Linked DNA regions of Sus scrofa: region 1 is linked to region 2. Evidence: chromatin contacts called from public Hi-C data. All regions are on one chromosome and are shown on one strand. The core of a region is the stretch at or near the end of the contact, and the rest is flanking DNA. Distances in the headings are between cores, read along the strand shown. Region 1 holds the start of SPOP (speckle-type POZ protein). Region 2 holds the start of NXPH3 (neurexophilin-3).

Region 1 (4,915 bases), core at 199-2,698, 91 kb before region 2:
GTACCTGCGGCATGTAGAAGTTCCTGGGCCAGGGATCAAACCTGTGCCATAGCAGTGACAACACCGGATCCTTAACCCACTAGGCCACCAGGGAAACTCTGAGTGAAATTTAATTGGAAAGTTTCAAGTATCAGTCTGATAGCTTCTTATTTTAAGTGTAGGCACAGAAACTGCATCATTATTGAATTTAGGGTCTCCATTTCTTGATTGAACATTTTAGCTGAAATAGGGGTGGAGCAAGCTTTAGGAGTTTGGACTATTTCATCTGTGGTTCCTAGGACACTTTAAGCTGCGAGACTGTAGGATCTGCTTGTGTATTTGAAAATGAAGGCAGCCTGGCACTGTCATAGCCTCCCTCCCCCGTGGCTGTGCTCATGGGAGCCCAACCTTTCTTGCTGAACAGACTCACCAGCCACCTGGCGCCAGGATGCAAGTGGCAGGAGACAGTGAGCACTACTGTCTCTTGGAGACGGTCCCACAGAAGCAGAACTTCCCATAGCTGTCCCCAAGGAAGGGCCCGTACTTTGTCGCCTCATGACCCACAGGTTCATCTAGTTGCTCTTTTGGATATGACGCCTTCTCACTTATTTGCATGTGTGTCTACTTACTGCTACAGTCTCAGTTTGGAGAAGAGACAATGCCTGCCCTGGATTATTTGGCTTGATTCAGTAAGAATAATTTTTTAAAGTTTAAGCTAAAGGAAAGAATTGTAGCAAAAAAAAAAAAATCTATCCCTACTGTTTTTGCTCTAATGTAGATATGCCTTTTTTCTTCCAAGGCCAAGATGCTCTGAGACCTTTTTCTTTTACTCAACTCAGGAATCACTGATAGCCCTTGGGAGGTAGGATGTGAGCAAAGCCACTTGGGGCCCCAGGTGTCCAAGACAATAAATTGTCATTTAATCCGCTCCCTTTCAATGAAGCTTCTTGTATGTCTGCCTTCCGTCAAACGAATGGCTCTTCATGTTTGTTTCCAAATGCTACATTTTAAAAGTTGCTTAAAAGAGTCTCCATCATCCAAGTCCGGAAAATAGGTTACCGACGCACAGTTGACTAGAAAGAAATGAGGTAATGCATGTAAAAGTGGATAGGAATCCACACCCTGTCTGCAAATGTAAGTTGCTGTTGTTAAATGCCTTTATTGTTACGCCCATCCCGACTCCCTCCCTTGATGCGGCTCTATTTGGTCCTCGCACCTCCGCGAAGCCTGCCGCACCCTGCACGCGACCCTCTCCGAGTTCCCGCCTCTTTCTTCTCAGGCCCCTCCCTCCTCTCAAATCCCCAGGCCCTGGTGAGAAACTCCCCCCACCCCGAGACGCATGCGCAATAGGGAAGGTAGGCGGAGTCTTGAGACGGAGGAGGAGCAGGAGAACCCAGAGAGGGGAGGGGAGGAGAGTAGAGGGGGCGGAGGCCGCGTGGGGTGGGGCTCGGCGGGTACGCGCTCGCTGCGTCGGCGTGCTGACGCCATGACGCCCCGGCCGGTGTGTTTCGGTGTGTGTGTGTGAGTGTGCGCGCTCCGAGTGTGTGTGTGTGTGTATTTGTGTATCGGCGGTCCCGCAGGTCCCGGATGTTGCGGACAGTATGAGGCGAGCGCAGGGGGACGGGGACCAGCAGCTGTCGCCGCCGCTCTCAGGTGAGTGGGGGGAGGAGAGTCAAGGGAAAGGGTTGTCCTGTCGGAGCGGGGGTGGGGTGGGGGGGCGTCTCCCTTAAGAGGTGACTGACCCCCACTCCCCCCCTCCCCCGCGCCACACACACACTCTGCCCCATTTCCCACATTCCGGGTTACGTGGCCTGTGAATGCCAGAGCCTTATCAACCGTTCCTTCTCCTAATCCCAAGCATTCAGGAGTCACAAACGCGCCCCCTGCCTTCGGCCCCCCCATAATTTTCCCAGCCCCATCCCCCTTGCCAAATAGTGAGCTGTCGCCTGCGGCGAGATGGGTGACGGCGCATGCGCGAGTGTGAACGAGCTAGGGGTGCTTGTTCGCTGCCCTCGGGGCGCATGCGCATCGCTGTGTTGCAGGGACCTGCGGGATAAAGAGCCCCTTGACCATGCGCCTGCCTTTTTCCCAAGCAGCGGGCTAGACTTGCTGCCAGAGAGAGAGAGAGCCTGGTGCTCCTGTGCAAAAGGGATAGTTTACATGATTTGAGGGAGTAACTGACAGCACTGTTCGTATCTGGTGTTGTCTTAGAGACTCCCAGGCTACAAACGCTTCCCAGAGCCAACCTGCCCCACGCTGTCCCGTCTTTTGAACCTGTCACTGCAACTTCTTACAAAATTAACTTTTCTTTCTTCGGATACTCCCATGGTCATGCTGTATATTTAATGCAAACTTCCCCTAAATTTAGGAATCGGTGCCCCAACCCATTCAATTATTCTGGCAGGGGATTTTGGTAGCCTTTCTAAGGAGGACTAGGGTCATTAAAAAGCAAGTAAGAGAGATTTCCTTTTAGTAAAATTATTATCCTTATTGAACTAAGAAAGGTAAAGAGCAAAGAGCATAAGGCTTAAGAGTAGTAACTGTAAATCAAGACATCAGGGTTCTCTCGTCTCCAGCCCTCCTACTTTGTGTGACCTATTTGCCTCTTTTTTGGTAAAAGATCTTAGCGCTTTCGGTTTTGGCTGTACATTATTGATGCCTTGTGAACAGCCCATGAAAATAAAAGCGATCTGAAACGACTGTTGGACAATAACGTAACCCAGTGGAAGTTTTAAATTTAAGAAGCGAGAGGGATGTTTCTTTCACATTTGCAAATACAAAGAGCAATTTTAAAAAAGGAACTTTAAGGTACAATACCGTGATCCAAAACCTGGGTTTTCAATTAGCAGATTATACATGGTCCCATAATTTACTCCTGTGTTGTCACTCTTTTTGGGTAGTTGCTGCTTCTTACCTCTGCCAAGGTGAGGAAGTGATAAACTTACAAGCAAAACGTTTGCTGAATAGCATTGAAATAAATAGCTAAAATATTGCGGGGGGTGCATTTTCTGTGTTTTCCACTTATATTTGCCAACCTTGTCTCCTATCTGGATAACTAGGAATGGGACATAAGTAAGCCTTATTGTTTCTTCTTTTTCCTTTGTGTTCTTTCTTTGGTATTTTTCTCCCAAGCCTCTTTTTTGGAGGGGAGGGGGAGCAGCCGTTCTTATTCTAGGGCGTTATGTTCTTGGGCTTTAAAGTGTGTATGTATTTTTCACTTCCCGGTTTAACTCTGGCCTTTGCATGGTTCAGCTGTCTTTTGTGCTGTTTTCTGTTGCCATGGTTACAGATGGAGCCTAGAGATGATACAGAGGAAGCACAGGAATTTGGGGGGCATATATCTTCTTGTTTTCTGGGAAAGAGCTGGAGACTCATCTTTTTTTCCCTTGTGTGGAGACTGCAGGGTAGAAGTTATTGTGAGAACTTCACACTTAGGTGGGGGTGATTGATGTCCGTTTGGTACTTGGGACTTCCTCTTTTAGAGCTCTTTAAAGTGGTTCATTTGAGGCTTGGAGGTATTTAATGTTGCCTATGTCCAGACCTCCATCAGGTGGTCTGGTAAAGTCTTGAAGTAAAACTCTGGCGGTAATAAAAGTCCATTTCTCTTCTCAGTAGGCTTCTGTCATCTAGGATGCTTTGTTTTTAGCTAGAAACATTTCATCTGGTTGAATTTACTGAAGTCTCATTTTAAACTTTTATGGTATGAAGATAAGTATTCATTAAATAATTCGAGTTGGTGGAGAGCTATGTTTAAAAAAATAGCTCTTTAAAATGGGTAACACATGTACATCCATATGAAACAAAATTCAAAAGCCACGCAGAGAGAGGGGAAAAATTGTTCTCCTGCTCTCCTCCTTTCATCCATCTAGTGACCTCCCTCAAAGGAAACTTGTTTCCTGTATCTTGTTTACTTTTCCAAAGATAGTGCTTTTACAAGCATATACAACTATACATTCTTTGATGTTTTTGTTTTTATTTGTTGTTACACAAATAGTAGGATTCTATACCCATTATTCCACATTTTGCTTTTTTCATGTAATGTATCTTGCCTATCATTCCGTACAGTACGTAGAGTCCCTCTTCCTTTTTGAAAGATGGCAGTTTTTCCACTGAGTAGGGATACCGTCATTCAGCCGCCTCTTATTGGATACTTAGGTTGTTTCTAGTGCTGCAGTTAGTTCCTCATGTGAACTTTTTTTGTACATGAATATCTGTTGGATAAATTCCTAGTGAAAGGATATATGCACTTTTCTTTTCTTTTTTTTTTTTTTGTCTTTTTGCTATTTCTTGGGCCGCTCCCGAGGCATATGGAGGTTCCCAGGCTAGGGGTCGAAACGGAGCTGTAGCCACCGGCCTACACTGGAGCCACAGCAACGTGGGATCCGAGCCACATCTGCAACCCACACCACAGCTCACAGCAACGCCGGATCCTTAACCCACTGAGCAAGGCCAGGGATCGAACCTGCAACCTCATGGTTCTTAGTCAGATTTGTTAACCACTGTGCCGCAATGGGAACTCCATATATGCACTTTTAATGATAGTAGCTCTTAGTGAATAGTTTTCTGTGGAATTGTACGGATATATATCCCTGCCAACAGTGTATGAATCTGCCTCTTTCCTCTCCAACACTGTGTTACTAAATTTTAAAAATCTTTGTGCATGCTTTTTATCTAAGATTTTAAAGTTCACTATGTAGCTTGTTAAGCTTCATTACACGCAGGAGTTGTGGATGAATGAGTGTTTTGCAGATGTGGGTGGCTATGGGAGATAGTGTTGAAGAGCAGTGTCGGGAATACAAAGTCATATGCCCGGATACCTCGGCAAATCCATTAACAGTGCTAGGAAGACATGTAAAACCTATGTTCTGATTTCTTCCTTTCACTCTTGATGCTCGTGTCTCTCTGTGAAATTCGATAAGCCCTTAAGTGATGTTTG
Region 2 (4,493 bases), core at 1,109-3,608:
CCTGCCTTTGTGAAATTCCCTGGCCGATGGGGAGAGGCTTAGTCTCTGGCCTCAGAGAGCCCCAAGTCAGACAGGGGAGCTCCATCCCTCTGCTGGGAGAGCCCTGAGTTTGGCAGGGGAGGTACAGTCCCTGCCTTTGGGGACTTCCCAGTCTGCTGGATGAGATACCATCCCTACCCTGGGAAAGTTTTACCCTCAGAGGCAAAGAGAATCAACAGATAATGGAAAAGAAAAAGGAACTCAGTGAAATTCTCCCTCAAATACAAATGCGGTTTAGGTTTTGGCAGGACGACGAGAGGGAGACGCGGGTGCGTTCCATACCCAAGAGGATGGCCAAATGCTCCTCTGGGGACCACTGATGATAACAGGCCAGAGCATTCTTTGTGCTAGGAGGCAGGAGTTCGTATTGTGCCCATTTCACAGATGGCGACATGAGGCTCACAGATACCATCATTCACGGCTACGTCGCACAGACTCAGCCCTCCCATCCCTCCGCACTCCCAGTCTCACAAACCAGATGGGTCCTCCTATGGGGGTTTTATCCGAGCCCCATCCCCACCTGGAATCTCGTGTAAAGCTCTGCAGAGCCTCCACTGGCCTCTGCGGCATCAGCCCCAGGGACAGGCAACATCTGGGGATGTTTCTTGGAGGAGCGGTGGGGAAGGCCAGCAGGACAGCCTGATGAGCTCAAACAGAGGACACAGCTCCAGAGGGCACCAGGGTTCCTGAGGACAGTCACCCGGTGTGGGTGTGCTCAGCTTTTGAAGCAAGGATTGGCCCTCTGTGTCTCGATACCAAGACCAGGGGCCCCAGCACACAGCTGAGCAGCATCTGGAATTGCTAGTGACCCTGGGGTGAGGACATAGGATGCCTACGGGCTGGGGTCTGGAGGGCTCCAAAGGGGGTTGGGGTCCTCTGGTCCCCTGTTCTGCTCTGGCCATGACCTCGGTTGTGTGCAGTGGCCCTGCCTGCCAGGATCCAAAGCCAGGGCAGAGAGACAGCAGGAGGAGAGACTCTGGGAGTTGGGCTCCCGGCGGCAGACCTCTGTGTACTTGGCCTCCTAGGGTCACAGCTGAAGGCTGGAGGATGGGGAGAAGGATTCGCCCACCCAGTGGCAAAGGGGATTATTGTTTTGAGAAGGGCAGACCCAGATGTGGGGCCGAGGCTTCTCCACGACAGGATTGCTAGGTAGCCGATTGGCGGGCGCTGGGTCGGAGGGGAGTTGAGCCCTGGGCTGGGGGGGCGGGGGTGGATTCCCCCCGTCCTGGGCCGCAGGGAAGGCGCGAGCGAGCGCACGGGGAGCCGGCTCCGGGCGCTCCGCTCAGCTACCGCGAGCGCCCGGGGCGGGAGCCGCCTGCCCAGGTCCTGTGGGGCTCGGGCTGCGCGCAGCCGGGAGCGGAGAGGAAAACAACAGGCGGGGAGGGAGGGAGGGAGGGAGCGGGAGGGAAGGCGGGAGCGAGGGACGCAGGGGCGGCCCCCCTCCTGGACAGGCTCGTGCGCTGGGGAACCCAGAGCCCGGGGTCCTCCGGGTCCCCCGAGGTCAGAGACGAGCCCACGCCCCCTGCCCTGGCAGGTCATCGGCTCCACAACCACCTCCCACTCCCCTTCCGCGGGGCCCCGGGCGCCGAAAGGGGTCGAGTAACCCTTGGCGACGGCTGCGGGCATTTTCCCTCGTGCCCGTCGCACCTCCTGCCACCAGCGGCCGAGTGGGTGGGCCAGCCCAGCACCCTCTCCCCGCCCCTATTAACCCTTTCTGTACAGTCTCCGGCCTCGGACCCGCCCTCTCCCCCAGCCTCCAGGCTACGCTTCCATCCCCGGGATGTGGGGGGGAAGGGAGAAAGTTTCCGGGCTCCGGAGCTTCCCGCGCTCTCCCCCAATTCTCCGGGCCCCCGCCCCTCCGCGCCGCTCCCCGCGGACCACTCACCAGATAGAGGCTGCCCTGCACTAGGAACACGAAGCAGCAGCGAGTCAGTTGCATCTTCGTCCTTTGCTCCCGTGCCCCTTTCTCTCCTCTTTTTCCTTTAGGGTCCCAGGCCCTTCTTCACCCCTGCTCTTTCAGGTGCGCCGTCCCATGCTCCAGTGCCCGGCCACTCGCGGCCCTCCGCGCTGCCAGCCGCCCAGGACCGACCCCGCCCCCTTCGGTCCAGCTGTGCAGCCGCAGCCCCCCCTCCCCTGGTCCAGCTGCGCGCGGCGTGGCCCCCTCGCGAGGCCCCAGATGTGCGCCCCGAGCGCCTCGAAGGGCCCCAGCTGCGCGGTGGCTCCGTCGCTCCCGATATGCCCCCTCGGTTCCAGTGGCGCGGCTCTCGCCCAGATGTGTGGGGGACCCGCGCGCGCGCTCGTCCCTGCGCTAATTCCCCAGACCAGACGGCCCCTCCCGCCCCGTCGCGGCGCGCCCCCTGGCGGAAGCCCCGGGCCGAGCCGAGCCCCGCCGCCGCTCGCCTCGCTGCGCCCCGCCAGACTGGAGCGCTCCCGGCGCCCAGGCGGCTCCGCTTCCTCGTCCCTCCCACCCGCGGCGGCGGCGGCGGCGGCGGCGGCGGCGGCGGCGGCGGCGGCAGGTACTGTGAGCCCAGCCGGTACCTCCGGAGTTAACTCCTCCCCTGCCGGCCCGCAGCCCCGGGACCTGGGAGGCCGGGGACAGACGCGGGGGCGGAGTAACGCTTGGCGAGGAAGGGAGAGGGTGGTGGCCCGGGGAAAGGCACCCTACTTTTTCCACCCCTCTGGCAAGGCGCCTGTCCCCGGGAGCGGGCATTTGGGGATCTGCTGCCAGGCCCCGAACCCCGAGAGACCTGGAATTTGGAAAGATCATTTTTTCCCAACCGTTACAAGAGCCAGAAAAGAACATTCTCCTATCCCCACAGCCCAAAGTCCAATTTTCTGCTTTTGTGCCAAGGGAAGTTCTTCTAGGTGTCTAGCCTGTAGTCCTTTTGGTATCATGTCAGTCCCTTTCCTCTTCTACTTTACTCAGAGGGGCTGAGATAACCCTCCGTGCCTGCCCCCTGCACCTCTCAGTCCAATCGCTGTGACAGGAAACTTTTGGCTGGAGCTCTGGGCTGAAAGGGCTGCGCCGGGTCAGGCTGGATTCTGAATCTGGGGTCAGGGGATAAACCTCCCCCCCGGCCCCAGAAGGCTGTACCAATGGCTGTACCTCCATTCTTTGCTACTGCCCTCCCTGGAATCCAGGGCATCACAGGTTGGGATGTGGGGCTTCTCTGCCCAGCTGAGTCTCTGTCTGTCTCTGGTCTCTGCAAGCCTCCAGGGCAAGAAGGAAGAAAAAAAGATCCTCATTTGAGATTTTCCAAGGAGGGGCTCATCCGCCATCACCTTACAGCTCTGTTTTCTGCCTGGGTTTGCAGGGCCCTTTTAGTCCTTAGAAAAACCAAAGGTCAGATCCTACCATCCCTTAGAAGCTGTGAGGGTGAGGAGGCACCCCAGCATTTGGAGTGGTTCCAGCCTGGGCTGGGCCCCGTGGGGCAGGGAGGGTGGGCACTCTGCCCTGGCCCTCGAGGCCCAGTTTGGTCTCTGGCTGCAGCCCCCAGCACGCACCCAGCCTCCTCCCCCACCATCTGCCAGGCGGGTGCGCGGGGAATGCAGATGAATCTTAATATCAGCCTGGGCCAAGTGCGATGAGGGAGACAGATTCTGCAGAACCCAGGCAGCGTCTCAGAGCCCCCTGCATTCCTCAGGCACCCTGGGTGGTACAGGATGCAGCAGCCCTTCCCCGGGGGTGGGGGTGGGAATGTGCTTGTCTAGTCAAAGACCCCCACCCCCCACCCCAAAGCCAGGGGAGGAAGGAACAGATAAATCCTTGTCTGGCCTCTGAGCCTCTGGTCCGGCTGGGAGGAGGAAGCTGTCGGCCTGAGCGTGGGCAGCTGGTTCCGGCTCTCAGCGAGGCAGAGGCGTAGCTGGGCCCACTCCCTGTCCATCTCCAGAAGGTCTTATCCCCAGGAGAGCGGTGTGACCCAGCAAAAAGAGCACAGGCTTTCGGGCCAGACAGTCCTGGATTCCACTCCAGGCCTGGCTGTGTGACCTTGGGCAGGTTGCTTTGGTTCTCTGATGCCAGTTTCCTGATCTGTAGTTGTAAGAATTAAAGGAGACAGAATGTGCAAACCGAGCACAGGCACAATGGCTGGCGGGCAGTCGTGGCGTACAATAAAGGGAAGCTCTGGCTTTTCCACTGCCCACACATTTGCTCTGGCTGCACCTCCTGCCAGGCTTGCCCTCCCTGCCCTCTCAGTCCTTCCTGCCTCTCACTTCCTTCAAATTTCCCGTCCGCATTCATCCATCAACCACGAGCCAAGCCTGTCCTCGGTGCCAGGCACCAGGCCAGGGGTTGGGACACAGAGATGAATGGGACACCCTTCCTGGCCTTGGGAATCTCACTGGCTAGCGCAGAACCAAGGCGCGAAAATCAATGATAACTCAGTGTAGTGAGTGCAATAACAGATCCCTCCCTAGATGCCAAGGATCATCGGAGCAGGGGCAGACAGGGGTGG

The links. Hi-C and Micro-C count contacts between places; a contact is called where the count stands out from the background.
Region 1: a Hi-C map of omental adipose tissue shows a contact between it and region 2, with 3 times the contacts expected there. The contact joins the promoter of SPOP here to the promoter of NXPH3 in region 2. A contact is called at or near these places in 1 of 5 promoter capture datasets (liver), 39 of 47 Hi-C or Micro-C datasets (adipose tissue, alveolar macrophages, blood and 18 more) and 1 of 2 datasets of contacts at active chromatin or transcription factors (skeletal muscle).

The regions. Positions count from the first base shown.
Region 1 is chr12:25,857,162-25,862,076 of Sscrofa11.1, reverse strand. SPOP (speckle-type POZ protein) reads left to right here and starts at 1,448. Exons shown (of 10, transcript XM_021067137.1): 1 at 1,448-1,632.
Region 2 is chr12:25,767,039-25,771,531 of Sscrofa11.1, reverse strand. NXPH3 (neurexophilin-3) reads right to left here and starts at 2,358. Exons shown (of 2, transcript XM_003483007.4): 1 at 1,925-2,358. The coding sequence starts at 1,978.